2 separate regions of the Mus musculus genome follow, and region 2 is linked to region 1. Evidence: chromatin contacts called from public HiChIP or PLAC-seq data. All regions are on one chromosome and are shown on one strand. Each heading gives the region's core, a stretch centred on a gene start, on an enhancer-like site or on the middle of the called end of the contact. The rest is flanking DNA. Distances are from core to core; before and after follow the strand shown.

Region 1 (6,434 bases), core at 1,709-4,208:
ACCAGGCCACACCTCTCTTCTAATCCTTCTCAAACAGTTCCACCAACTGGGAACTAAGCATTCAGATGTATGAGCCTAAGGGGTCATTCTCACTCAGACCACCACAGTTGTGAATCACCCTGTGGGTGCTGGGAATTGAAACTGGGCTCTCTGCAAGAGCGGCAAGTGCTCTAAACTTTCAACCCACCTCCCTAGACTCCCCTCCCCCACTTTTTTTTTTATGTTATGCTGGCCCAGTCTGCCTTAGAACTCTTTGTACATATACGGTGTGTGTGTGTGTATGTGTGTGTGTGTGTGTGTGTGTGAGAGAGAGAGAGAGAGAGAGAGAGAGAGAGAGAGAGAGAGAGAGAGAGAGAGAGAGAGCGTATGCACAAGGTCTCTCTCTCACTGACCCTGGAGCTCACAGATTGAGCTAGACCAGCATCATTGAGACCCAGTGCTGGCGTTATAGGTGCATACTGCCATGCTTGGCTTTTATATGGATGCTTGGAATTCAAACCCAGGTCCTCACACTCATGCAGTGGGAACTTTACCAAATAAGCCACGTGTCCTTAAACTCATAATCATCCCTTCTCCCTCTCCAAGTTCTGAGGTTACAGAGTATCCCACAAAACCCAAGCCAAAGTGAAGTTACTTTAACTCGGTGACTGATACACTGGAATTAGGCCTTGAGTTCTCTTTGGAAGACTGCTCTCACTGCTCTTCAGTGCTGCCCCCCAGGCATGCAGTTAGTTAGACGGGCTTTTGAGATCAGGCTTACCAACGCGGGGACATCAGAGCTGTCAGAGCAGTGGCGTGGCTGAAAGCACACAGCCATACTGCTGGGTCCTCTTCCCAGCTAGATGTGGTCGCTGCATTCTCTGCCTCCTCTTTTGCTATCCCAGCTGAAGACTGTGGACCACCGTGCCTCTGTCTCCTAAGATGTGAGAATGAAATTTCATTTGTTGCTATGTTTACTTTAGATATCATAAGGATTCTGTGCATGCTAGCTATCGCCAGTCATGTGGTGACAGACATCAATGCAGTGACAGGCCTAAGATGTCACACACATGTCCTAAATAATGGTAACGCTATATTTCCAAGTGTGTGTTTGTCTTCATGCTGAAAATTATGTTTGTGGGCTTCCCTGGGAGTGAGAACTTATTCTGACCCTTTTCACTTACGCCTGCGATGTTCTCCGTTGGCAAATGGGACCCACATGTGGCTTGGGATCTGGGTCATGAGCGCAGCATCATGAGTACAGCATGTAGCTATGCACAGAACTAAGCTAATTGTAGGAAAGGAGAGATGGCTCAGGGGCTGGGTGCTTGCCACTCTTCCAGAGGATCTGAGTTCAATTCCTAGCACCCGCATCAGGGTGGCTCACACCTACTTTTAAGTCCGGCTCCAAGGATTCTGACATCTTCTTCTGGTCTCAGAGGGCCCTTGCACCTCATGTACATAAACATATACACACATGCACAATTAAAAATAGAATAAGGGCTGGTAAGATGGCTCAGTGGGTAAGAGCACCCGACTGCTCTTCCGAAGGTCCAGAGTTCAAATCCCAGCAACCACATGGTGGCTCACAACCATCTGTAACAAGATCTGATGCCCTCTTCTGGAGTGTCTGAAGACAACTACAGTGTACTTACATATAATAAATAAATCTTTAAAAAAAATTAAAAAAAAATAGAATAAATTTACAAAGAACAATCTAAGAACTAAGCTCACCATGCTCAGGTTACGGGGTGACTCTGGCCTTTTCCCCATTGTGACCTGGCTCACTCAAACATTGCTTACACGGGAAGGGTGGTTTGGGCTGGTATCTTAGTTCCCTGTGTGCTACTTTAACACCATACCACAAAGAGGTCATTTATGAAGAACAGAGATTGGTTTATTATATTTCTGGGAGATGGGAGTCCAAGACTGAAGGGCCAGTCTGCTAAGGACCTTCTGTGGGGGAAGTAGAGGGTCAAGAGAACATAAGTGAGAGTGAGGACATAAGTGAAAGAGAGGGCTTAACTCCTGCTTTATCAGGAACCCACCCCCATTGGAACTAACCATGGAGAGATGGCTCAGCGATTAAGAGCACTGACCATTCTTCCAGAGGTCCTGAGTTCAATTCCCAGCAACCGCATGGTGGCTTACAACCATCTGTAATGGGATCCGATGCCCTCTTCTAGTCTGTCCTGGTGTGTCTGAAGGCAGCAACAATGTACTCACATATATAAAATAAATAAAATCTTTTTTTTAAATGTCCTACATTTTAACGCCGGCACACTGAAGATTTTCCAGCACGGCCCTGTATCTTAGGTGACACACTAAGGCATATAGGTGAGCACCTGTGGAGTGAGCAGATCTAGGGCACAGATTGCATGGGGATGCGTAGGGTGTGCACAGGTTGTTGCCATGGGCACCTGAGGCGTAGAGATTTCTAAGTGGTTAATGACCCTACATGGGTCAAAGAAGTGTGGCTGTTTCTCCTTCAGCTCCCACTCATTATTGAATGTAGCAGCTCCTGGAGATACCAGCTGCAGCTCTTTGAACCTGTTCTGGCTGGGTCCCAGACATAGGTTCCTGCAATTGTGTCAGGTGCATGTATGAGGTCAGTGGGGAGAGGAGAGTAGTGAGACACAGACACCACTAAAGAAAAGTAAGAAGGGTCGGACGGAAGGAGTGTGTAGAATCAGAATAGAAGGGGCTAATTTCAGAGAGCCCTCGGCTCTCAAAATTCCACTTAATTCTCAAAACATAATAGTGGACCATTCTCTGTCTGCAGAGTTAGTGTGTGTCTTACGCAGTGTTTCTCAAAACCTGGAGTAAGCCAGGTAGGTATTCCAGAGGGGCTGCTGGATGCATGCTTGTGTTTCCATAGCAACAGATGCTGACTTGGGAGGGGCCCCTCCTCTGGGTGTCCTAGTAACCTACAATTGAGCTGCTGAGCTTTCACTGGGTGTGATGACGTGCAATTTGGCTGACAATCAGGGAGGATAGGCATCGAAGAAAGCTGTTGAGATGGGTATGGCTTTGCTCTACCAGCCCCTCCCACCTGTCTCCCGGTCCATTTGTCTCTCCTCTTTAACTGCCAGCCTCCTCCTTTATTCCCCAACCCATATGTTTGGTGGTAAGCCAGCTGGGCTTCCGTGTGCCTGAAAGTTTCCTGCAAGCTGAGATCGCCAAAAGAGCACACATTTGGAAGTTTGATAGGTTGGGTCAGATCTCATCTCTGAGGCTTCAAGGAGAGCTGTTTGTTCTAAGGATAAATGACAATATGGGACTAGGATTATTGTTGGAAGGCAAAGAACACAATGTATATAAGGTACTTGGTATGCAGTAGGTGTTCAGTGTATGTAAGGTATGTGGTATACACTAGACGCTCAGTAAATGTTTATCCCCCTTCTCATGTTTGACTTTCTAGAACTCCAAAGCAACACAAGCCATCTTTGAAATAGAATTTTCCTGCTGAGGTGGCAGTGCTTGTTTGCCACACTCATCATTTCAAAACCCCCTCTCCTCGGGGAGCCTTCCTTAATTTCCCCTCGTTACAGTGGGATTGCTATCTGACTCTGGGCTGCTCCAACCCTCCAGTGCATACTTTATACTACAGTAATTTGTGCTTTTATGATTCCTTGACAATTGTAAAGGAACAGCTTATGAAACATTAACATGGAATTATCTCATTTAATCTTAACAACAGTATGAATTCGATATTCTTTACCTTGATTTACAAGCTAAGAAACAGGAACTCGGCCTAACTGGATGGTGGGATTCCCTAGCTTCAGAGTGGCAGAACCAGCGCAAAGCCCAGCCCCCCACCCCCCACTCCCATTCCAGTCTACCACTGCCTTGCTATGTGTATCTTGTTTCCCTAAAACCTGGGAACATGTCACAGGAGGGGTCCCAGGCCTTCCACTATGGCAGCTGCTTTCCCAAGACAGAGACTATGGCTTCTTCTGTCAGCAACTTGGGTTCTCAGGCCCTGCTGCCGAACACCCAGAGACCCTTCTGGCATGCCCCTAAGCAACCTCTCCATCTTCCTCACTTTGGGGAGCCACAAAGTGGCCACAACTGGGAGCTCTGGGCCAGGCAAAATGAGCAACCCAAGCTTCTGAATGTCTGTCCTTGTTTGACTCCCGCTCAAAGACTTAGCTGTCCCAGGGTATTCCCGAGGGGCCAGCTCAGGCCCCTGGGCTATCAGATGTCTCTGGCCAGGCAGCAAAGGACCATTCACTGCAGCTGAAGAAAGACCAGCAGACCAAGTAGGAGGTTTACCCACCAACCTCTCTTCAGTAGGGTGCACCAAAGAGGCCGAAGACCGTTATTCTTGCTTCTCGAGGTGCAGGCACCAGGAGATGCATAGAAGTCTGGATTTGAAAAGCAAAGCAGAAAAGAGAGCTCCAATGCATGTGGCTATGTCAGGAATGGATAGACACTCACTAAATATAGGTGGCAGGCTCATGGAGAGAGGGTCTGAGAGGGTGCCATCAGAGCATGTGCCACAGATAGAGCGGAAGCTCAGTGCATACCCAGGTGTGGGAGGGGACATCTAAGCGAGTGCGAGAGGTGGCTGGACATAGAAGCAATGTGTGTGCAAGGTCGCCTGAGGATGCACAGCCACTTATTCACAAGTCTGTACAGGGCAACCACATAAGCAGTGTCAGAGAGGAAGAGGGACTTCCAGGAGGAAGTGAATGATCTTGCACTTGATCTAAAACAGGAAGAACAAGTGGAATGTGGCAGCCCTTGCTTCTCCCCTGTCGGGGGTTTGTATTCAAGGGCTCTGAGTTCTTCCCCTTCCTGTGTGGCACCAGCAGCCTGGAGACAGAGACCCAGCTCCCACTCATCCTGGCTCTTCACACTCCTTCAGCCCCTCTTCTCACTGTTCCTCCCCTTCCTGCCTCAGGCTTCCTCCACTGCCCCACCTGACTCCATTCTCAGACACTGTAGGTCTGAAGGCAAGGGGCAGTTCAGGACTAACACTACATACCCGTGGCCACACATGTGGCCATACACGCGGCCATAGGGCTGCTAGCAGCAGGGGTCCCCAGGGTCGCTGATGTTCCACTGAAGGTTATTAGGTGAGGGACAGGATTTAGCTGGCTGTCATTTCCCTTTCCAACCCATAATGAGCTTTGGAAGAAGGGCCCTGGGGAGAGCCAGTGGTTCCAGCCCATGCTGAAGTGAACTTTCTCCAGATGTCCCCTGCTTTCTGGAGTCAGCCCGGGGAAAGCACTCCCATGTGTGCTCTCCACCCAAAGTCCCCACTGCCCTCTGGGAGGCTATTCAGTTCACCAGCACACCTTCACCAGCGCCCACCATAAGTTCCCTTTTCTTGGGAAGCAGAGTGACAAGTCTAGGGAACATTCTAGAGCCTGGTTGACTATAATTTCATTTTCAGTTTGCTATTTCCTACTGCCCTGGGATGTTACCTCGTCTGTTTTTGCTTCACTCTAAAGAGCGGAATGGGGATGGTGCCAATGCCAACTTCATGATATGTGTTTATGCAGTCAGTGTATGCCTGATAGGGTATCTGCTGCATGGGAGCCACGGTGGGTATAGGAGAGGAAAACATTGGCTCATACAGAATGAAATGGCAAGCAAATACACAAACCTTAAAATATAACCTGAAATAATGCTGCGCTATAAGGAAGAGCAAGGTCGAGCGGTGAGCAGTGGGTGTAGGCCAGATGACGTTGTAGGGTGATCAGGAAAGCTTTCTTTGCTCCAACAAACAGAAGAGCGATGTGCAAAGGCCCCAAGGCAAGAGTAAATACATGGCCAGGGAGCCAGAAGGAGGTCAGTGCGGCTGACGCAAAGTAAACAGAGGGCAGAGTGGTCAGAAATGAGGTCAGGCGTTAGCTAGGGGCCCGGTGGTGGGCCATGATGAGGGAAAGCCACTGGAGGACTTCAGGGAAGGGGTGATGCTCAGGGACCCCAGAGAGACCAGGAAGTGTGACAGGAGACCTCTGCAGTAATACAGTAGAGGCAGAAGCATGAGGGGGTTTAGGATCAAATAAAATGATACATGTCCAGTATACACGCATGGTCATACACACACTGGAATTTACCCAGTGACGCCCTCCTGCACATCTCTCATCCCTCACCCCAGCTCATCAGGCACTTGCTAGAGCAGCAACCTCTCCCACTGTCCTTCCTCCTCCCTCCCCAGCATCCTCTGCCTCTCCGCAGGGATGGCAAGTGAGGCCTTACCATGCTAGCTTACCATGAAAAAGCTGTTGAGGCTCACTTCTCTCCTGTTCCCAACTGCTGGGGTGGTGGGAAAGGCGGGGCTTGGCAAAGGTTATATAAATATTTGCTGAGCAGTAACACAGCTGGGTGCAGGGCCCCTTCCTTCAGCTGGCTCCTTTGCCAGCCTAGAGAAATCTCAGCTGGGACTAAAGACTGGCTTTGGAACTTTCCGTGCGTGCGCATCTGCTGACTCTCAATGCTCC
Region 2 (6,426 bases), core at 3,605-6,104, 130 kb before region 1:
CTTTTGGCATCTGCTGTTCCCTCGCACCTGTAAATCTGTGCTTCTTGCTTGGTTAACAGTAGTTCCTTTAAAAAGCATCCCTTTCCAGCTCCTCCCTGAGACTCCCATGACATAAAATCTAGATCTTTTACTATATTCCCAGAGGCCTCTAAGGCTTCTTTAGTGTTTTCTCTCTGCCATTCAGTCTAGTATTTCTTGTGCTGCCTTCAGTTCACTGGTTCTTTGCTCTCTCTCCCCATCGATTCAGCTCTTGATCTCATTGTCTATGGGCCTCTGTTTTTCAGTTACCACAGTTGTAGTTTAAAATGTTCCATCTGGCTCTCCTCCATGGCTCCCCGTTTTCTTGGCCATCAGTGCTGCCCTGGTGGGAGGGAGAGGGAGGATTCCACCTACTACTCAGCCTCTCCTGATGTCACCTGGTGGGCCAGAGGAGGGACCTCCTTCCTGCTGGGTGGGGTTGGAAGTCTATCTGCCTGTGGTCTTCTCCACCAAGGCCGAGAAGCCCGGTCTCAAGCCAGCAGGAGGGCATGGAAGTTGGGCTACTCCGATTCCTCTCATTTCACCTTGAGAGGGTTGCTGGTGATGGCATCACTGCTTGGCAAGGGTGGGTTCTAGCTCCCCACATGGCCTTTTTTGGTATAGTGAAGGTGGGGCCATGATTTTTCCCACAGGGGTTGAAAAGACTAAACAGTTCCTAACAGTCTTCAGCTAGAGGGGGCAGACTCTTGTTGAGGTTTTTCTTGTTCATACTCTGTGGAGTTTCTAAGCAACTGGTCATTTTGTTCCAAGTCTGGGGTATATGAAGCAACCAGAACAAAACAAAACAAAACAAAACAAAACAAAACAAAACAAAACAAAACAAAACAAAACAAAGAAACAAAATCAAAGCCAGGAAGCTCATCACCATGTTGTCCCTCCAACCCCAAGGTCCCTGCTCCACCTGCCATCTCCTTGGTACCCTTCAGAGCCTCCTTATGTTTGCTTTATATATGAAGTCCAGAGTTTTGAGTTTTACTTAGTGGAAGAAATCAGGGGAAGTGCTTGTTTTTAGTTACAGTTCTTTAGAAAATCAGAACCAACAGAAGACACAAATAGACATGGATAAAAATATCCATGCAAGAGGCATTTACAAGGAGTCTTGGCCAGCACAATTCCAGAGGCTGAGAAGTCCCACAACAGGCTGCCTGCAAGCTGGAGACCTGGGTGTGGCTGAGTCCAAATCTAAAGGCTTTGGAACTAAAGAACTTGATGGTATAAGGCTCGATCCAAGGCCAAAGGTCTTGGGACACCAGGAGGATACAGATACAAACCTCAGAGCCCACAGACCAGGAGACCTGGGGTCCTGATGGTAAGGGACTGGATCAGAGGCGTGTTCTCCAACTTTGGAAGGTGGAGAGAGAATACACATTCATTTTTTCTCTGCCTTTTTGTTTACTTGAACTTTCAGTTAACTGAATGGTGTTCTCTCTCTCTCTCTCTCTCTCTCTCTCTCATACACACACACACACACACACACACACACACACACACACACACACACACACACACCTGGTAATGCCAGCTCTTTTTATCCATGTGTCCAGATACCAGTTCTAGAGAAAATCCTTGAAATTGTGTTTTACCAACTCCTCCTCATCCAGTCAGGTTAACCATCACACCGCTTCATCCTCCTCAAATGATTCCTTGAACAATCATTCTGGCAACACTTAAAGACAAATTAAACTATTTGTTGTTGTTGTTATCATCATCATCATCATCATGTTTGTTTGTGTCCAGAGACCTCAAAGTCTAGCAGATGAAAGACCATGAGAACAAAAAGACCTCCTACCATGTTCAATCCACAAGTAATTTGGTTGGAAAAGTTGAGTTGCTACCAGAGCTTAAAGGGATGTTGTTACCATCTGTTAGGGTTTTATTGCTGTGAACAGACACCATGATCAAGACAAGTCTTATAAAGGACAACATTTAAATGTGCCTGGCTTACAGGTTCAGCTATTCAGTCCGTTATCATCAAGGTGGGAGCATGGCAGCATCCAGGCAGACATGGTACGGAAGATGCTGAGAGTTCTACATCTTCATCTGAAGGCTGCTAGCAGAATAATGACTTCCAGGCAGCTAGGATAAGGGTCTTAAAGCCCACTCCCACAGTGACACACCCACTCCAACAAGGCCACACCTCCAAATAGTGCCACTCCATTGGCCAAGCATATTCAAACCATGACACCATCCTACCTGGGATGGACAGAATAGGGTCAAAAATGGCTTCTTAGAGGAGATAGATTATGTTTGAGCCAAATAAACAGATTTCTGGGTAGACTTGATGACATTGGGCATTCTATCAGAGAAGGCAGCAGGTACAAAGGCTTAGGGCATCAAACAGCAGGGGTCTCTCGAAGTTCCCCACTAACCCAGTTAGGGATGACCCGAGAAGGTGTCTGTATGATGTAACTTACCCGAAGATAGCAGAGGTAGGGAGTGTGGCACAGAGGTATTGTTTACTTTGCCAATCCTTAAAGGGATTTATATATAAACCGATCGGCCAGATCTGCCTATCTTAGTGGTCTCCAAGAGTAGTCAATGCAAGAAGTCAATGTAAGGAACCAGCTAGTGGGCTTTTCTTCCGGCTTAAGGGCTAGTTCAACACACAGTGGTGGAAGCGGATGGCAAGGGTGAATCCAATTACTTAGGAGACAAGGGTCACAGGATGCAGTGGCTAAGAGAGAAGGGAAGAGCTTGGTTCCTGACACATGGCTCCAACTAAGAGAAGGGATGCCAGGTGTGGAGAAGGGAAGAAAGAAAATGAGTTCAGCTTTAGAGGTTTTGAGTTTGGATGTCAGATGGACAAGACTCTAACAACAGAGGTTAGAGGTGAAGGACAGAGGCATCCTGCAGGACGTGGTGGCTTACACCTTTAGGGAGTCTCTGTGAGTCTGAGCTCTGCCCGCTCTACATATCAAACTCCAGGCCAACCAAGGCTATGTGGTGAGATCCTGTCGAAAAAGGGAAAAAAGAAAGGAAGGAAGGAAGGGAGGGAGGGAGGGAGGGAGGAAGGAAGGAAGGAAGGAAGGAAGGAAGGAAGGAAGGAAGGAAGGAAGGAAGGAAAAGAAAAGCCAGGAGTGATAGCCTGCACCTGTAAATCTAGCGCAGTGATGAGGGACAGAAACAGAAAGACCTTGGGGGCAGTCAGTCTAGTCAAAACAGGGTCAAGCTCAGTGACAGTCACCATCTCAATCAATCAGTCATCTATCTATCTATCTATCTATCTATCTATCTATCTATCTATTTATCCGACACTTTAGAGACAGAGGCAGGTGTATATCTGTGAGTTTGAGACTGGTCCACACAGCAAGTTTTAGACCAATGAGCTATACAGTGAGCTTCAAATTTTTTTAAAATAATAATAATAAAAGAATATAAGGTGGTAAGAAAGACACTCCGTGTCAACCTCCTGCCTCCATGTGTGTACTCATGGGCAAGCACACCTGTGCACACGTGCACAAATGAAATGTACTGAGAGGGCTGAGAGGACTGACACAGAGGAACAAGAACAGAGTTGTCACACGTGCATGGTCAGGGAGGAACCATGGAAGTTGGCAAGAGAGCGTGAGGAAGGCTGGGCATAGCCTGGCTCGCTTCTCTATCAGTTGTATCATTTTGTTGTTGTTATTGTTTGGTTTTGGGAGACAGGGTTTCTCTTTGTAGCCCTGGCTGTCCTGGAACTCACTCTGTAGACCAGGCTGGCCTTGAACTCACAGAGATCTGCGTGCCTCTGCCTTCTGAGGGCTGGGGTTAAAGGTGTGCATGACCACCACCCTAGAGAAACTACTTATTTATTACAAGAGGACTTTTGGCACAGGTATCTGGTTACCTGAGTTATAGAAGAGCCGAGGAGCTGAGTTAGGAGGAGGAAGTAGCCAGCAGACCTAGACAGACTGGAACTGGGCCCTATAGGATCTGGAGCCATCTTGGAGGCACTGGGCAAGCAAGATGTCTTGGAGCTTGCTAGATGCTTTCTGAGGCAGAGGAGAGGATTGTTCCTTCTTTTCATGTCTTGGAGGTGCCTTCTGCTAGCAGAAGTCTGCTGACTCGGAGCTGACATAGTTAGGCCAGGGCCAGCCAGCCTTGCCCTGAAGGATAGAGTCAGGGCATATGAGAGAGTAGATGTGTGGGCAATTTGCAGACTCCCACCCCCAGCTCCCAGAGAGAACACACAGCACAGTGGCCATTGGCCCAGCCAGGCTGGCTGACCCAAGAAGAACGGTCCCTAGGACTGGGACTGTAGGAGAGCATGAAAGAGTTTTGCTCAGAAAAGTGCTGAGCTTAGGTCCCGTGCTAGGCAACAGCTCTGGCTATTTAACTGGAGAGCTATTAGCCTTGACATACTGCTAACCAATCTTCAATGCTCTCCTTCTCGTTTCTCAAACTCTAACTCTAACTCTCTCTCTCTCTCTCTCTCTCTCTCTCTCTCTCTCTCTCTCTCTCTCTCTCTCTCTCTTTCTCTCTCTCATCCTCCTGCCTCCAATTGCAAATTTCTGGCATTGTAGAAGCGTGCCACCAAGCCTATGCACCTAAGTTCCAAACTCATAAGCGCAGTCTAGTCTCAGGCTCTTCTCAGTGCTGGTCCTTGCCCCTCAGCATCCCCAGCCTCTATCCTGAGTGCTAGGCCTAAGGCCTGGCACAGTGGGTCTTAGCCATCCTCTAGCAGTCCAGCTGTCTAGATGAGGCCAAACATGGTGGCTCTGCACGCCTGGGGCTCAGCCCATTTGGTGGCTCTCAGCCTCCTCTCTGCCTGGCTGATTTCTTTGTGTGCCCTGGCCAGGCCCATGCTGCGCCAGGCCCGCTATGTGGGTATAATAGCCCTGATCTCTGTGCTTGTCAGAGAGGAGCCAGCAGGGGCAAGGCCCCATCCAGGGCTCATCAGCCCTGTGCCCCAGCTGTGTTAATTACCCAAGCCCTCCAACAAGCCCACCCTGTCTCCCCTCTGCAATTAAAACAGAAAGCTCGTTATCTTTGCTGCTTGCATTATCTGCAGACTCTGCTAGGAAGCTTTCCCTCAAGAGCAGCACCTGCAGAGGCCAACAGAGGTTGGCATTAACTCCTTCCCTGCTGGAGCGAGGTGCCTAGAAGCCAAAGGAAGTGGGTGAATAAGCAGTTGGGGCTGGTAGGAGGGTCCTGGCATGACCTTCAGCCAACTGGGTGACCTTGGGCAAATAGTTTGCCTTTCCTGAGCCCTATAAACCCTCTCTTCCCTCCCCTTCTGCCCAAGAAAGCTAACGGGGATGAGAAAGATGTCATTTAGGTTGTCAGCTCTTTACGGTAGCTGTCGCCAGTCTTCTATTACCATGGCTGATAATATTTTCAGGAATCACAAGCCACACCTGGAGATGAAGCATTTGAGTAAGTAAACTAACAGCCAGGGTTAAGAAGCCTGGGAAAGCACAGCAGCTAGGGGCTTGAACGGTCCAAGGCACTTGGATCTAGCAACCCATTTCACAATGTGTCCTGTAGCAAGCACTTTGCTCTAGATTTCTCCTCCTCCTCTGCAGCTCTAGAGAATTCCGCTTGATATTCCCCAAAATGCTTTTCCGCTGAGAGATCTCACCGCCAATGACCTTACAGTGTGAGAAGTAAGGAGGATGACACTTATTGGACCACGTTGCCGGCTCTTTCAGGGGTGCTGTTACCTTTGCCTGGGAGGCTGTTAAATTATTGCCCTGTTACGACAAGCTTATGTTTCCTTACAAGATAGAACTGCACAAAGAAAAGAGCCAGCCGGGCAGTGGTGGTGCACTCCTTTAATCCCAGTGCTTGGGAGGCAGAGCTAGGTGGAGATCTCTCTATAAAGTATGGGATGAGGCCAGCCTGGTCTACAGAGTGAGCTCCAGGACACCCAGGGCTGTGACACAGAGAAGCCTGGTTTCGAAAAAACAAAACAGAACAAAACAAAAACCCAAAGCCAAACAAACAAAAAAAAAAAGAAAGAAAAGGAAAGTAGCCTAGTAAAAGATGAAGGTGATGAATATTAATCCTTTCATTTCTCTGGAGTTTTATTGCAAATGGGAAGGAATTGATAATAAGAAAGAGCCTTATTTCCTCTCGTCTCACTGTGACTCTGAAAGATTGCCTAAGATATGCATGAAGACTCTTAAAGAAGTTTGGGTAGTCTTTATGCATTGGACTCTTGTTGCCTCCTGGGTAAACTGAGGCCTGGAGATGGCTCTAGTACTAACTTGGCAGTTGGCTCAGCCTAGAATGTGCTTGTGTGCAGCAGATGTGACTGGGAGTTGCCAAGAGTCCTTCTGAGCCTGTTTCTAGAGTGTCCTCTGAGTCCACGCACGGCAGCTGCCTGGGGCTTAGCTTGTCTATGCAGTTGACAGGATGGAGCAGTCCAGATGCCTTTCCATGGGCTGGGTTCTGGACCTGCTC

The links. HiChIP or PLAC-seq counts read pairs in DNA pulled down with a chosen protein or histone mark.
Region 2: a contact with region 1 is called in an H3K4me3 HiChIP or PLAC-seq map of embryonic basal ganglia, with 2.5 times the contacts expected there. The contact joins two enhancer-like sites. A contact is called at or near these places in 5 of 115 datasets of contacts at active chromatin or transcription factors (embryonic basal ganglia, embryonic hindbrain, embryonic stem cells and 1 more) and 2 of 9 other capture datasets (adipose tissue and liver).

Annotation. Positions count from the first base shown.
Region 1 is chr1:135,515,370-135,521,803 of GRCm38.p6, reverse strand. All of the region lies in intron 3 of Nav1 (neuron navigator 1), which reads left to right. Gm32940 (a long non-coding RNA gene) reads right to left here. Exons shown (of 4, transcript XR_003948736.1): 3 at 761-916. Among named protein-coding and RNA genes, the nearest start is that of Gm32940, 6.6 kb to the right of the region's middle. Within about 2 kb of position 2,958, at least 16 of the 459 cell types and tissues checked have an H3K27ac peak or open chromatin away from gene starts, as enhancers often do. A contact at or near this core is called in embryonic basal ganglia, where this site is marked.
Region 2 is chr1:135,644,364-135,650,789 of GRCm38.p6, reverse strand. It overlaps a transcript of Nav1 not described here. Among named protein-coding and RNA genes, the nearest start is that of Gm32835, 41 kb to the left of the region's middle. Within about 2 kb of position 4,854, at least 40 of the 459 cell types and tissues checked have an H3K27ac peak or open chromatin away from gene starts, as enhancers often do. A contact at or near this core is called in embryonic basal ganglia, where this site is marked.